2 separate regions of the Rattus norvegicus genome follow, and region 2 is linked to region 1. The links are chromatin contacts, called in public Hi-C maps. All regions are on one chromosome and are shown on one strand. Each heading gives the region's core, a stretch centred on a gene start, on an enhancer-like site or on the middle of the called end of the contact. The rest is flanking DNA. Distances are from core to core; before and after follow the strand shown. Region 1 has its middle 43 kb from the start of Spin1. Region 2 has its middle 120 kb from the start of Spata31a5l1.

The links. Hi-C and Micro-C count contacts between places; a contact is called where the count stands out from the background.
Region 2: a contact with region 1 is called in a Hi-C map of liver, with 2.6 times the contacts expected there. The contact joins two enhancer-like sites. A contact is called at or near these places in 3 of 12 Hi-C or Micro-C datasets (hepatocytes, liver and prefrontal cortex).

What each region holds. Positions count from the first base shown.
Region 1 is chr17:14,296,211-14,303,236 of GRCr8, forward strand. No RefSeq gene overlaps it. Among named protein-coding and RNA genes, the nearest start is that of Spin1, 43 kb to the left of the region's middle. Within about 2 kb of position 5,036, at least 5 of the 93 cell types and tissues checked have an H3K27ac peak or open chromatin away from gene starts, as enhancers often do. A contact at or near this core is called in hepatocytes and liver, where this site is marked.
Region 2 is chr17:14,375,046-14,381,907 of GRCr8, forward strand. No RefSeq gene overlaps it. Among named protein-coding and RNA genes, the nearest start is that of Spata31a5l1, 120 kb to the right of the region's middle. Within about 2 kb of position 1,721, at least 35 of the 93 cell types and tissues checked have an H3K27ac peak or open chromatin away from gene starts, as enhancers often do. A contact at or near this core is called in hepatocytes and liver, where this site is marked.

The DNA.
Region 1 (7,026 bases), core at 3,786-6,285:
TAAGTTCTTGGCCTGACTTGGGCAAGACTTCTTTCAGGCCAGTGTTATTATGTGAGTCTTGAACAAACACCTGAGATAGCTAGTCATGGGGGTATATGCCTGTGACCTGGGAGTCAGAGGCAGAAGGATTGTAACTTCAAGGCCAGCCTGAAGTATATAGGAAGACCTTGTATCAAAACCCAGAGTGGGGCCCATGAGATGGCTCATTTGGTCAAGGTGCTGGTTGTACAAACCTGGGGAGCTGAGTTCAGTCCCCCAAAACCCATATAAAGGTAGAAGTGGAGAATCCAATCCAGAAAGTTGTACACACACACACACACACACACACACACACACACACACACACACACACAAATAACATGCTACATTTTTAAAAAAGGTATAAAGGGGGCTGGAGAGATGGCTCAGCGGTTAAGAGCATTGACTGCTCTTCCAGAGGTCATGAGTTCAAATCCCAGCAACCACATGGTGGCTCACAACCATCTGTAACAAGATCTGATGCCCTCTTCTGGTGTGTCTGAAGACAGTGACAGTGTACTCATCATATATAAAATGAATAAATAAAATCTTTAAAAAAAAAAAAAGGTATAAAGGTGTAGCAAGGACCTTCCCCTAATGAATAAAGATTTCGAGGGACCAATTGCTGGGTAAGGAGTAGGCGGGACCTCCAGGTTAGAGTGGGGAAGAGAGGAGGAAAGGGACTTGCGGCTTTTTGGACTGGGAGAGAGCCTGTGGTAGAGGATGTAAGGACTGAGAGTCCCCCCTCCCCCCCCTTAGATGGCAGATTCGTCCCAGGAGTATTTAACTTAGTGTGGCTTAATAATCAGGATGTGAGTAGCTGCGCTGTTGATTCTAAACTAAGTTTCTGTGCTGTTTTCCTCCACGCGGCGACTCAACTGAGTTCCAGAGAAAGGTACAGGGCACCCCAGCCAGTCACAGAATTTGTATGTGTGGGGCTGGCGTGGGAGCCACCGGACATGGGAACTTAGCGCTGGCCCTTGTGGCCGGACGGTGCCCAGCGTAACGTGGGATAGTGCCCCCCTTTTTTTTTATTATTTAACGCAACATAAAGGGGTAAGAGAGATGGCTCAGTGGCCAGAGCACAGGCTGTTCTTTCACTGGACTCAGGTTTGACTCCCAACATCCATATGGAGGCTCACAGCCACATGTTACTCCAGTTCTGGGGTTCTGATGCTCACTTCTTGACCTCTACAAATACGAGTCACATGTGTGTCACACACGCAGACACGCATACTACAAGTGAAGGCGCACTGAAATCACTGACCTAGACCATGGTAGAAAGAGAGATTGGTTGAGGATCAAACTGCCAAGGATATTCCTTGGGTGGGGAGAAGCAAAATTTTGGGGGTCTACCTTGGACTGAACACAGGCAACACACGAACAGACATGAAATAAAAAAATATAATAAATGCATAAATTAACAAACATAAAATCTTGTTTTGGGCTGGCAAGATGGTTCAGTGGGTAGAGATCAGGAACTTCCTACACAATCTTGAGGGCCTGGGTTGCATCCCTGGGACCCACAAGGTAGAAGGAGAGAAGCAACCTCCAGACGCTGTCTTTTTTTTTTTTTCCGGAGCTGAGGACCGAACCCAGGGCCTTGTGCTTGCTAGCAGAAGCTGTCTTTTGATCTCCACGTTTTCCCTGTGGGATGTGTGTCTCACACACATTGTTATCTCTAATAATAAATAAAATGTAATAAAAATATAATAGAAGTCTTAAATGAAGCCCTCATAAAATATGGAAAACAATATGCATTAATATGAAAAATTTTAAAAAGATATAAACAAGAGCGGATGGAGTCGAATGCTTGCCTAACATTCACAAAGCCCTGGGTTTAGCCCCCATGAACTACAAACAAGCCCCTCCAATAAAACAGATAGAATCAACTTACAGAGGCGAAAGGGTTATTTTGACTCTTGGGGTCAGAGGCACAGCTCTTGCTCTCCTGGCTTCTTATCTTTAGACCCCGTGACATTGCCACACATGGGAAAAGACGAGCCCCTCATGGCAGCTGGGAAGCAAAGGAAGGCAGAGTCCTGGGTCCCCAGTCCCCTCAGGGCTCAGCTCCAGTGACCTAGCTTTCTCTAACCTGGCCCTGTACCCTGAGGGGTTCCCTGGCTCCAGCAGCGTCAGGGACTGAGGAACAAACCCGTTAACTTCAACCTTGGGAGCATCCAAATCGTAGCAGCGCAGTTGAGCAAGCGCCTCCCACACTGGATGACTCTTCTTGGTAATTTTCCACCTTCCTCCCACTCCCCTGAGCTTTGGCTATAAATCCCCGGAGGTCTCCGTTTCACTGGGAGTTGAGCCCATTCTCCAGTCCTTGTTGCGCGATCATCTTCAGTAAGGATTCCTTATTTGGAACTGGGGAGATGGCTCAGCAGTTAAAGCACTTGCGACAGTGTGGGGACCGATCCCCCCAAGTCCACGTAAACGTCTGGGGGGCCTGGCTGTCTGCCAGGACAGAAGAGCAAGCCGGCAAGCCAAAACTCTATGTTTGGTGGGGAGAGCCTACCTCAGTGAATCATGTGAAGGGTTATGGAGGATGATGCCAGGTGTCAACCATGCCCCCACACATGCAACCGCATGCTTACATACATGCACCCCGCACATAAGCACATGAAAAAAAAAAAGAAAAAGAAAAACGTTTTCCTTATTCACCTGAAATTCAAATACCCAAGAGGCTGAGGCAGGACTCTGAATGTGAAATCAGCCTGGGTTGCAGAGAGAGACCCTGTCATGAGCTCTCTCTCTCTCTCTCTCTCTCTCTCTCTCTCTCTCTCTCTGTCTTTCTCCCCTTCTCTGTCAAATGTATGTACCATGTATGTATGTATATATATATATATATATATGTACGTACATATGTATATATACATACATACATACATACATACATATGTATACACACACATGTCACACGTCAGAATACTGTTCCTTACACATGGCTGAAGAAGAGGAAGTGGCTGCTTGTGTCTCTGGTTCTGTTCATTCCAGTGACTGGCCACCAGCAATGTGACTTTTGGGGAAGTTGCCTGTTTCTTTATTAAGCGAGCACAGGCCTCATGTTCTTACATCTTTTTGCTCCCTGACCGCAGGAGAACAGTGTGTGGGAAAGAGGGTGTTTAGGAGAGCAGAGGTGTGGTTTTTCCCAGGGGACTTGATAGGAAATCAGGAGGTTCAAATTTAAGTGTTTGCTTTCCATTCTGAGTCAGAGGTGAAACACAGGGGTGGCAGCCTAGGGTGCTGGAGGGAGACTTAGGGCTGGGGAAAGCTGTGTGTGTGTGTGTGTGTGTGTTTGTGTATGTATGTGTGTGTATGTATGTTGTATGTGTGTGTATGCGTGTATATGTGTATATGTATGTATTCAGTGTGTGTGTGCGTGTTCAGTGTGTGTGTATGTGTATGTGCATATGTGTATATGTGTGTGCATGTGTGTATTGTATTTGTGTATATATGTGTATGTATGTGTGTGCATGTGTGTGTATTTGTATATGTGTGTATAAGTATTTGTGAGTATGTGTGTGCACGCATATGTGTATATGTGTATGTTTGTGTGTATGTATTTGTGTATGTGTATGTATTTTTGTGTGTGTGTGTGTGTGAGTGTGTGAGTGTATGTGTGTGTGTGTACATGTACACTGCACATCATGCACTGGAGCTCAGGCTGCCAGCATGTGGACATGGAAATATTATTTCATCCAATTCAGCTAATTTCCATGTTTGAGACTTATTACATGGGGAAGAGTTTTCCAACTGTTCCCCCTTGGGGCAGGGGGAATCAACAAGTCTTTTGCAAAGAGAAAGACAAGAAAGAAATAAAAATTTGGATTGATTCCCACACAAGCACAAGTCAGATATAGGTTTGTCAATGTCGCTTTCGTAATCCGCCACCCAAGTGCTGCCCAGTAATGCAGATCAGTCAATTAAGCAAAGCAGTGCGCGTTAGAGCGACGGGTATAAATATTGACACTGATTTCAGTCTCGGCGGAGTCCGGGCACTCAGTGCTCAGCACTAAGGAAGATCGATCGCTGTGCAAGCAAATTATACTGTGTCCTGCTCATGAATGTTCTCCTCTGGGAGGCTTCCCAGCCTGTGTTTGACTAACAGGATCTCCACTACCAGTGAAAAGGCATTCTGGTTGCCCTCTCTGAAGCAGGGTCTCAGGTAGTCCAGGCTGGCCTTGAACTTGACATGTAGCTGAGGATAGCCTTGGACTCTTAATCCTCCGGCCTCTTGAATGTACCACCATGCCTGGTTTTATGCAGTGCTAAGATTGAAATCCAGGCTCTCAATCATGTTAGATAAGCACTGCACCAACTGAGCTGCACAGACAGTCTCCAGAGAGCTTCGACCGACACTGTCGGTGCTGCTGAGAAGGGAAGCTATGGTGGTAGGACAAAAGACCTCTGAGCCGTCTCCATTAGCAAGACCATAAACTGCACAGGTCATGGGACACATGATCTCCACAGCTAAACAAATGAAATGGGGTTCTGTGGAAAATAGCTTCCGAATGTGAAAGACTATGTATCGGAGAAAGTGAATGACAGTGTTCACACATCCATATATATATGGATGATTTAATGTAATGCTAAGGTGGAACCCATGAACTTGTACATGCTGGGCAAGGGCTCTCTGGTGAACTCCCATGCTCATATATCATCCTAGACAAGGGCTCTCTCTGGTGAGGCTAACTCACACATTCACATTTTGGTGAGTGTCACTTCCTCTTGACCCAAAGATGGGGACAGAGAGCCCAACTGTCAAGGAAAAGGAAGAAAGGGGGAAGGAGAAGAGGCAGCTGTGGAGGAGACACAGCTTTCATTTTAAAATCAAAGTCTTTGGTGTGTGTTGGGCGGGGGACAGAGCTACATATGCCAGATTGGTTGAAATGGAACAAAGTGCGGTCAAGCATCCAGATGTTTCTTTTTGGATAAAACCCATCTCGCAGTTACTCACTCAGAAACGATTTCTAGGTGACTGGGCTTCCTTCCAAGCATTTGCCAAGCATGGATGTGAGCTCCGAAAGCCTTGATAAATATTTAACTTTTCTGGCCCCAGGTTGTTTAGGGCTGTTGGGACTCAAAACCAGGCTTTTGCGCATGCTCAGCACATATCCTGTCCCTGAGCTGTAACCCCGGCTTCTCTCCATCTCCCAGATCCTAATGTTAGAAATGTGGAAACTACTAGACTGTATGGCACCTACTTTCACAGCTGGTGCAGCTTATGGCTTAACAGTTTTCTTTTTATTAAATTTCTCTCTGTCTCTCTCTGTCTCTCTGTCTCTCTCTGTCTCTCTGTCTCTCTCTGTCTCTCTGTCTCTGTCTGTCTGTCTGTCTGTCTGTCTCTCTCTCTCTCTCTCTCTCTCTCTCTCTCTCTTTCTCTTATTCTCTCGTGTGTGTGTATATGTGTGTCTGTCCAGAGTGTGGGCATGCACATGGTAGAGGTTAGAGGAGCACAAAGTAGCTGGTTATGCGTGTCAGCGGTCAGAAAGCAGAGGACAGACAGGAAGCAGGCCTAGGCTAGCAAATCTCAAAGCTGAAATCACTAAACTACTTCTTCCAGTGAGAGTCCCCCTTCTAAAGGTTCTACAACTTTTCACCCTGGGGACTAAGTATCCAAATTTATGAGCCTGTGGGGGACATTTTACTTTCGAACCACAATAGAAAGTTCTGGAAGGGCCAGCTGTTTAGGTGTTTGGGATCCTCCTTGGAAGAAGGCCTGTTTTCCTTTGCTAGTCTTCCAAGAGCAACCATGTCTTTATAGTGGCTGTTCTCAGTTGGGCATAAGTTCTAACCATCCCCAGACTGGAGAGACGGCTCTGGAGGACCCCAGTTCCGTTCTCAGCAGCCAGGTTACGTACCTCACAGTAGCCTCAAATTGCAGTTCAGGGATTCTATACCCTCTTCTGGCCTCTGAGGGTACCTGCACTCCCACGTGTGCACACACATGCACACATACACACACAGACACACACACAAAGAAACACACAGTTAAAGGTAACTAGGTAACTAGCTACTCTAATATACATGCATTTATCTATCATCCATCTATCGATAAAAATAGACACATGCATACACACATACACACATGCACATATACATGCATACACACATGCATGCATGCATACATACATGCACACATGCATACATACATGCATGCATACATACACACATGCATACATACACACATGCATACATACATACACGCACACCTATATTATAAGCATCCTGAGTCTAGTGTGATTGAGAACAGTGAGTGCTACAGAGAAAACTCAAGGTACAGATGTGGGATAACAGGAATGCATCTAGATGCAGACACCAGCACGCTCAACTGTGACAGAGACTTCCAGAAGAAGTTAGAAAAAGCTGAGCATGGTGCTACATGCCTTTAACATACCCAGAACTTGAGAGGCAAGGGCAGACAGGTCTCTGTGAGTTTGGGGCTGGCCGAGTGAGTTCCAGGAGAGCCAAGGCTACACAGTAAGACTCTATCTAAAAACCAAAAGCTCACCACTATGGTTATGGTCCCCCTATTTACTCTTTCTTCCTGGTCCCTGGTCACTGTGGAAGACACAGCTGTCTAGCCACCTGCAGAAGAAACTGGGGGTGGGGGTGGGGGGGTGGAGCTGTTTGGGGTTAGTTAGTTGGCTTTTGTTTTCAGACAGGGTCTTATATGACCCAGGCTAGCTTCAAACTTGCAAGGTAGCCCAGGAGGACCTTGAACTTCTGATGCTCCTGTCTCCAGTCCTAGAATGCTGGGATTGCAGGAGGGCACACGTCTTGTTTATGCCACAAGCACCGTACCGACTGTACATCCCCGTGACTCTGTTTTAAAGTAGATAGCTGTCTTTCTGCAGTGTTGGGGACAGAGCTGGGGCCTTGTGCATGCTAGGCAAGTCCTCTTCCACTGAGCCACAGTCACCAGGACCACGACCCGTTTTGTTTTAAATTAAATTATTATAAACCGCATGTAATATAAATGGATCCACTGTTAACCATTGT
Region 2 (6,862 bases), core at 471-2,970, 76 kb after region 1:
TTCTACCACGTGGGTACCGGGATCAAACTCAGGGCACCAGGCTTGGTGGTTGGAGGTCTGGTAGATACCTAAGTGTCTTGAACAACATCTTCCAAGTTCTTTTTTGTTAATTAAAATAATTTTAGGTGTAGACTCATTTTTTAAAATCATAGAACGTTGCTCTGTTACTACACTGCCGCTTCTTCATTTCTCTGCTGCTTAATTCTCATGACTTGGATATGTAGGGTTCATTTTCTTCACCAAGTCTCTCCATGCTTCTATACTCAGTTCATATCTATCTCCCTCCTCTGTCCTCTGCCCCTCCCCTCTCCAGGTTTTGTGACTTTTTGGTCATTTCTTGCTGGACAAGTTCACTACTTGTGACTTTACTCAACCACGTCCATGGCTCCCAGGGTCTTTTTGTTCCTCGACCTCTTGGTTACTCCAGTCCCACATTGCTTGTGATGGTTCAGTTGGTCATTGTCACTACAAGTCCAGAGATCAAATTAAACACTACTGTTTGTGTGTCTGTGGGGAGGGGGGCATCACAGAGGAGCTCAGCTTTGGGACTGGTAAAGGTAGACCAGCTTCTCTGTTGTGGGTGACCCTCGCCCACTCCACCGAAGGCCCAAACGGAGGACCAAGAAGAGGAAACAGGGTCACATTCTCTGACCCCTGGTGCTGGGTCCTGGATCTGCTCAGCGGTGACGGACAGTTCTCAGGTCGTCCTGGGTGGACTGGAATCTACTGCATTGGCTCTCTGGATCCCCGCTGTCAGACCTTTGAACTACACCACCAAGTGTGCAATTTTCTAGGGCGTGTAATCACGTGAGCCTATTCCTCATAACAAATCCATTCAGACAGATACATAGGTGATGAATGAAGAGATGATTGACTGACACCTAGAGATGGATATTTTATATGGCTCTATTTCTTTGACAGAGTCTAATGCCCTCTTACATATTTCTCAATTTTTGTCCTGCCTTTTTGAGACTACCCACAGGTTCTGGTAAGAGACAGCATGTGGTTGCTGGGAACTGAATTCAGGAAGAACAGTCAGTGTTCTTAACCGCTTTTTACTCTTGTCAACCTGCTACTGAATTCTCAAATGTTAGTTACATGACTGCTCCCATCTGTGGAAAGAGGTCTCCCACCATGACATTATGATTCGCACATAGGAAGAATGTATTTCTTAGCTGGTCATGGTGGTACATGCCTGTAATCCCAGCACCTACAAGATTTAGGTAGGAGAATCCTAAATTTGAGGGCAGCCTGAGCTTCACAAAATAAAATGAAAAAGTATTTATCGCCAGACACTATGGAGGGATACCAACTCTGTGAAGCCAGGGGGTTTGTTAGAGTTACTGATGGGGTATGGTATGGGAGGAGTTACTTTATAGGAGCAGGGGTCGTGAGTTTTACAGCTCGGTTGGGAAAGGTATCCCAGCAGTCAGGAGCCCAGGAATACCACAAATTCACACCACACAGCAAACCTCACACGAGATTTAGAGGGAAGGACACAAGAGAATGGCTGCTCCTGCTGGGGAAAGAAGCAGCACAGAACTGAGCAGGAGGGAGGCTCTATATAGGGTTTCTTGGGTGGGGATTCGTGGGGACACTTTCCAAGGTAGCCTGGGATTTGTAGTCTGGGAGGCGAGGCTGAGCCTCTTCTGAGATTGGTGAGACTGGGCTTGGCCTGGGGGCGGGGTCTGGCCACTCAGGCCTCCAGTGGTTTACTGGAATGACTCAGAGGCCTCACTGAAAAGCTCCGCCCCAACACCGTGAGGAACTCCACAGTTGCAGCTTTCCTCTCCAAGACTCGCGAGCAACTCAAGAGTTGGGAGAACCTCCTCTCTGCAACCCGAGAATCTGTAGCTCGGCTGAAATTGCTTACAGCATCTATAACCTCCAGGAGGGGCCCTGGAGAGCCTTGTTTGTTTAGGTTAGCAAAGGCATGCAATGTTTGTTCACTTCCTGAGTCTCACGCCACACCTCCGAGGGGTGGAGGGGATGTTTCAATTCAGATGAAATTCCTGTAACAGAGAAGAAGCTCCGAGTCTATGTTTCTTCTATGTTTTGAGATCCAGATGATGAGGGCTGGAGGTATTTCTTTAAGCCACAACCTCACAGTTCACAGGTGACATCATGGAGTCATGACTGGCCACTTGCGCGCGGTGGAGAACAAAGCCCTGAAAACAGAAAATAGAGTATACAGTGGTTGCAGGCTCAGCTCCAGAAGCCTCGATGGAGCCTTACCCGTTTTCACTCTCTGTGTCACGCCTTAGCTGTTTTCAGTTTCCGAGTCACATCCTCATCTTTGGTAGCTGTCCTAATGATCTCTTTTCTCTTAGAGTCTGACACTTCACAGAGGCTGGTTCTCTGATGGCTTTTCGGTATCATCTTCCCCTGTAAGGAGGGAGGAAGAGAATGTAATCATCATTTCCAATACTTCTATGCTACAGTGGCTTCCCTGTCCCAGCACACGCGTCCAAATGCCTGTCACAGATATCCTTGTATGATTTGTTGACAACCTCAAGGTCACATTCCTGCACAATTCAAAAATGTGGCTGTCCATATCTGTGTTTTTCAAAGGGCGACAGCCAACCCATAAATAGGCCATAAAACTCATTGAGTGTGATCCACCACAAAGCAGTTTTTGTTTTGTTTTTTTTTTAAACTATAGACCTTTGCTGACCCACAGATCCTCTGGTCAGGACTCTGAGTCCAGCTTAGCTAGCCCCTTACTCAGGGTTAAAACGAAGATACACCATGAACTGTGTGCTTCCTCTGAAATCCCAACAGGGGAGGACAAAGCCTCTTTCAAATTCATTCAATTTATCAACAGTTTGTTTTCTCTGGTCCACTCTGCTCAAGGGTCCTGCTATTTGCCAGTGTTAATCTTGTTACCAGTCTTGTTCCAGACATTGCCCGGATGTTAGAGCCCTTCTGTGGGGTTTTACCACCTAGGGTGCCTCAAGGTGACTGTTTTCTCACCGGAGCACTCCAGTGTGTTAAGAGAGAAGTCATATGTAAAGTTGCTTAACCGTAAAACTAACACGTGATAAACTTTTGCCGTATTCTGTTGGCCAGAACGCAAGGTACAGATCCTGCTTTCGGTCAAGAAGACAGGATCATGCCTGGCATCAACACCTGGAGGTGCAGGTCAGGGGTGATCAGCTTAGATCTGGTCCCACATCTGCCATTCTAAACGGAATAGAATAGAATTGCATGAAGTGTTAGGGAGAGTCGCCTATGACTACAGCCAGCCCTCTGCTTATGCGGGCTCCACAGCACTGGTTCAGCCAACTGTAAACGAACAATGTTTGAAAAGGAAAGTTTCATCTGTACTGAGCATGCGCAACCTTTTCCCCGTCTCCTTATTTCCCGAACATTAGACTATAACAACTTACATGGTGCTTACGTGGTCTTGGATATGAGTAGTAATTTAGAAATGATTTAACATGTGAAGGAGTTTGGGAAATGTAAAGTTCAATGGTAGAACATGTATTTAACATGTAGAGACCGGTTCAGTCCGTGGCAAAACGTGTGCGCATGCGCATACGCACTCGAGCGCGTGGACACACACACACACACACACACACACACACACTGTTGTTTTTTTGTCAAGTTAACACAAACAAGAGTTGTTTAGGGAAAGGGAACCTGAGTTGAGGAAATGACCTCATGCTTTCCCAGTGAGAAATCATGCGGACACTAAGATTAATAAAGGAAAAACTCCTTAACACTTGGTTCTGGCTAATGTAGCAAAGGGAACAAGCCCAGAATGAGAATCCCATCAGTTTATAGTTTCATGGCCTCAAGTTACATTTTGAGCAATTAAACAGGTTTCACAGCAGCAGAAAATCCAAGGTCTGGTTGTTTGCCGAAAGATTTACAATGTAACAATATTATTGTAGTCATCCTGACACAGACTAGTGCTGCTTTTTTCAGGCAGCTGTTAACCAAGGTCATCCTGTCCGCCTGGCAGAAGAATGCTGAGAGGAGAGCCTGAGTTTTACTTTATGTAACTTAATGTTTCTTAAGCAGGGTTAGTAGATCCTTTATGACACCAACATATTCTATTTTTTTTTTCACACAACCTTGAGTTCCCACCCTGGCTTCTTTGATGTAGATGTGTAAGCCAAAGAAATCCTTTCCTCCCATGCCATTTTGGTTATGGTGTTTATCATAGCAATACAAACCCTAACTAACATGTGCGCTCGCGTGCACACACTATAATGGTGGATATACAGACTCTAAGAGAATGCTACAAGATTTTACATTAGGGACTTAAGTATCAGAGGACTTTGGTGCCTGACCAGGATGCTAGAACCAACCTTCTGCAAATACTCCTGCACTTTGGATCTGAAATATCCCCCAAAGGCCTGTTGTAAGGGTCTGAGAGTCACTGAAGGCAAATCTCAGATTCAAATAGTATGTAATAGACAAGAGTGTTTAGTCTACAGAAATAACCAGCATGTAGGGAGGTCAGCCATTCAAACAAAAATGGCAAGGGCCAAATGAGCCCTCAGGCTCCTTTTAAGCACCACTAGGGCAATTTTAGGGATGGTTAGGTCATTTTTAATATGATTGACTAGGTGGGCAGCAATTACATTAGTGTATTTTTAATTGGTTGCTCTATTAGCTTTACCATTTTTGGTCAGGTCTTAGAGAAATTCCAGGAACTGTCTCAGTCCTTGAGCTGCCTGTCTCCCTTGGCTAGATGTCAGGCTCAGTGTCTGTGAGTTTTGTTGTTGTTGTTTTTGAGAACCCTTGCCTGCTTTCTCGGGAAACTGAAGCTTAAAGCCTAAATGGCTACCTGTTCTAAAATGGAGTGAGTTAGGTCCTGTCATTATATGGTGAAGGCTTGGTCCGCAGCCCTGGCACTGTCAGCGTGCATAACAGGTGGGACCTAGTGGCAGAAAGTCAGACCACTGGGGACATAAAGTTGAGGGGTGACACTGGGATTTCATCTCTCTCTCTCTCTCTCTCTCTTTCTCTCTCTCTCTTTTCTTTTTAAAAAGATTTATTTATTTATTACATATAAGTACAGTGTAGCTGTCTCAGACACACCAAAAGAGGGCATCAGATCCCATTAAAGATGGTTGTGAGCCACCATGTGGTTACTGGGATCTGAACTCAGGACCTCTGGAAGAGCAGTCAGTGCTCTTAACCACTGAGCCATCTCTCCAGCCCAGGGACCTCATCTCTTTATCTGCACCCTCTCCTTTTCTTCTCCGATGCCATCAGATGAGCAGGTCTCCTGCCATCATGTCCTACTACAGAGCACTATGTAGTCTTAGGCTCAAAGTAACAGTGTAGATTGAAACCACTGAATGTGTGAGATACAGGAGCCTTCCTCCTATATGGGTTGAGTGTGTGTGTTTGTGTGTGTGGGTGCACATGGAGGCCGGAGAACAGCCTTGTGTGGTCTTACTCACACACCCTCCCCTTCTCTCTTAGGAGACAAAGTCTCTCCTTGGCCTGGAACTTACTAAGGAAGGTACACTGAGGCCCAGGGATCACCCATCTCTGTCTCCCCGGCTCTGGGATTTCAAGTGCACAAAACTGTGCTCAACATCTTTTTCTTTTTAATAATGTGGGTTCCGGGGACTGAACTCGGGAAAGCACTTTACCAACTGTGTTGTCTCGTCAGCTTCCCTTTATCCTTCATGTACTGAAAAAACAAACCACCTCAGGAACTTCATTACAGTGCTGAAGGCTGACACAGATACTAATGGATAACCACACGGAGCTTTGAAGATCACGTTGGGGATACGCATGTGCGTGTATGAGATAAGGGAGTACAATACTCACCGATGGCCTATGATAAAAGAGCTGACAGCCACTGATCCCCGAGATCCCCTGTAGATACTGAAGGTAAGAGAGCAGCTACATAGTGGGCAAGCCCTGGTCCTACTTGGCTTGTTCTCACTGCTCACTATGCTCCCATGGCAACCAGGAAAAAAAACAACAAAAAACCCAAACCATTCTGCAGCCTCCTCAATTCCACTTCTGCTGGCAGTAGTAGTAGCCATCCTCGTTGTGGGATTCTCAGAAGACTTCCAGAACTGCATATCCTCTGAAGCAAAGATGTCCAGGCTTTTGACGTTGTACTGCAACATTGCCAACTACAACTCTGTTGTGGGGTTGCCTTCATAGCTAGCCTTGGGTATATAAACCCCACAGACGACACTGTGGACATTCCTCGCATGTTCTCACCAAATGCTCCTGTGTCACTCGGTGAGCCTTGCTGTGTATATGCTGTCCAGAGAACGTGGTCTCCGTGTGCCCCCTTTTCCTGTGAAGGATCTGATCGTGTTTGTGTTTGGTCCACGTCTGCAATGCCCTCATAGGCTCTGCTTCTGGCATTACCACCCTGCTTGTCGTCAGAGACCTCCCATTACCTAACTGATTTATTTTCATACTCGTGTGTCAACATGAGCGTGTGTGGCATAGATAAGTGCTCTGTGAATTGTGTGATGTGTGCATTGTGTATGAAGTATTTTGTGTTGTACAATACGTATGTGTGTATGGCATCGCGATGTGGCATGTTGTCTGGTGTGTGCATGTGTGTTGTATAATATGTGTGCTGTATGATGTGGACAAGGAGAACCTGGTGTGGTGGGCGACATCTGTGATGCCAGCATCAGGGAGGCGAAGGCAGGAAGGAGGGTTGTGAGTGTGCACTCAGCCTGGGGTACATGGTGAGACTTTGAAGTAAATACATCAATATTATAAATGTAGGTTTACTCTCTGCCTCCAACCACAGAGGCTGTGGCTCTGTGAGTGATTAGGATTGGGGGCTGGAAGTGGTACCCAGGTCTTCACCTCCAGAGACAGGGCTCTCTTGACTTTTTGTTGTTTGTTTTACTACGACCAA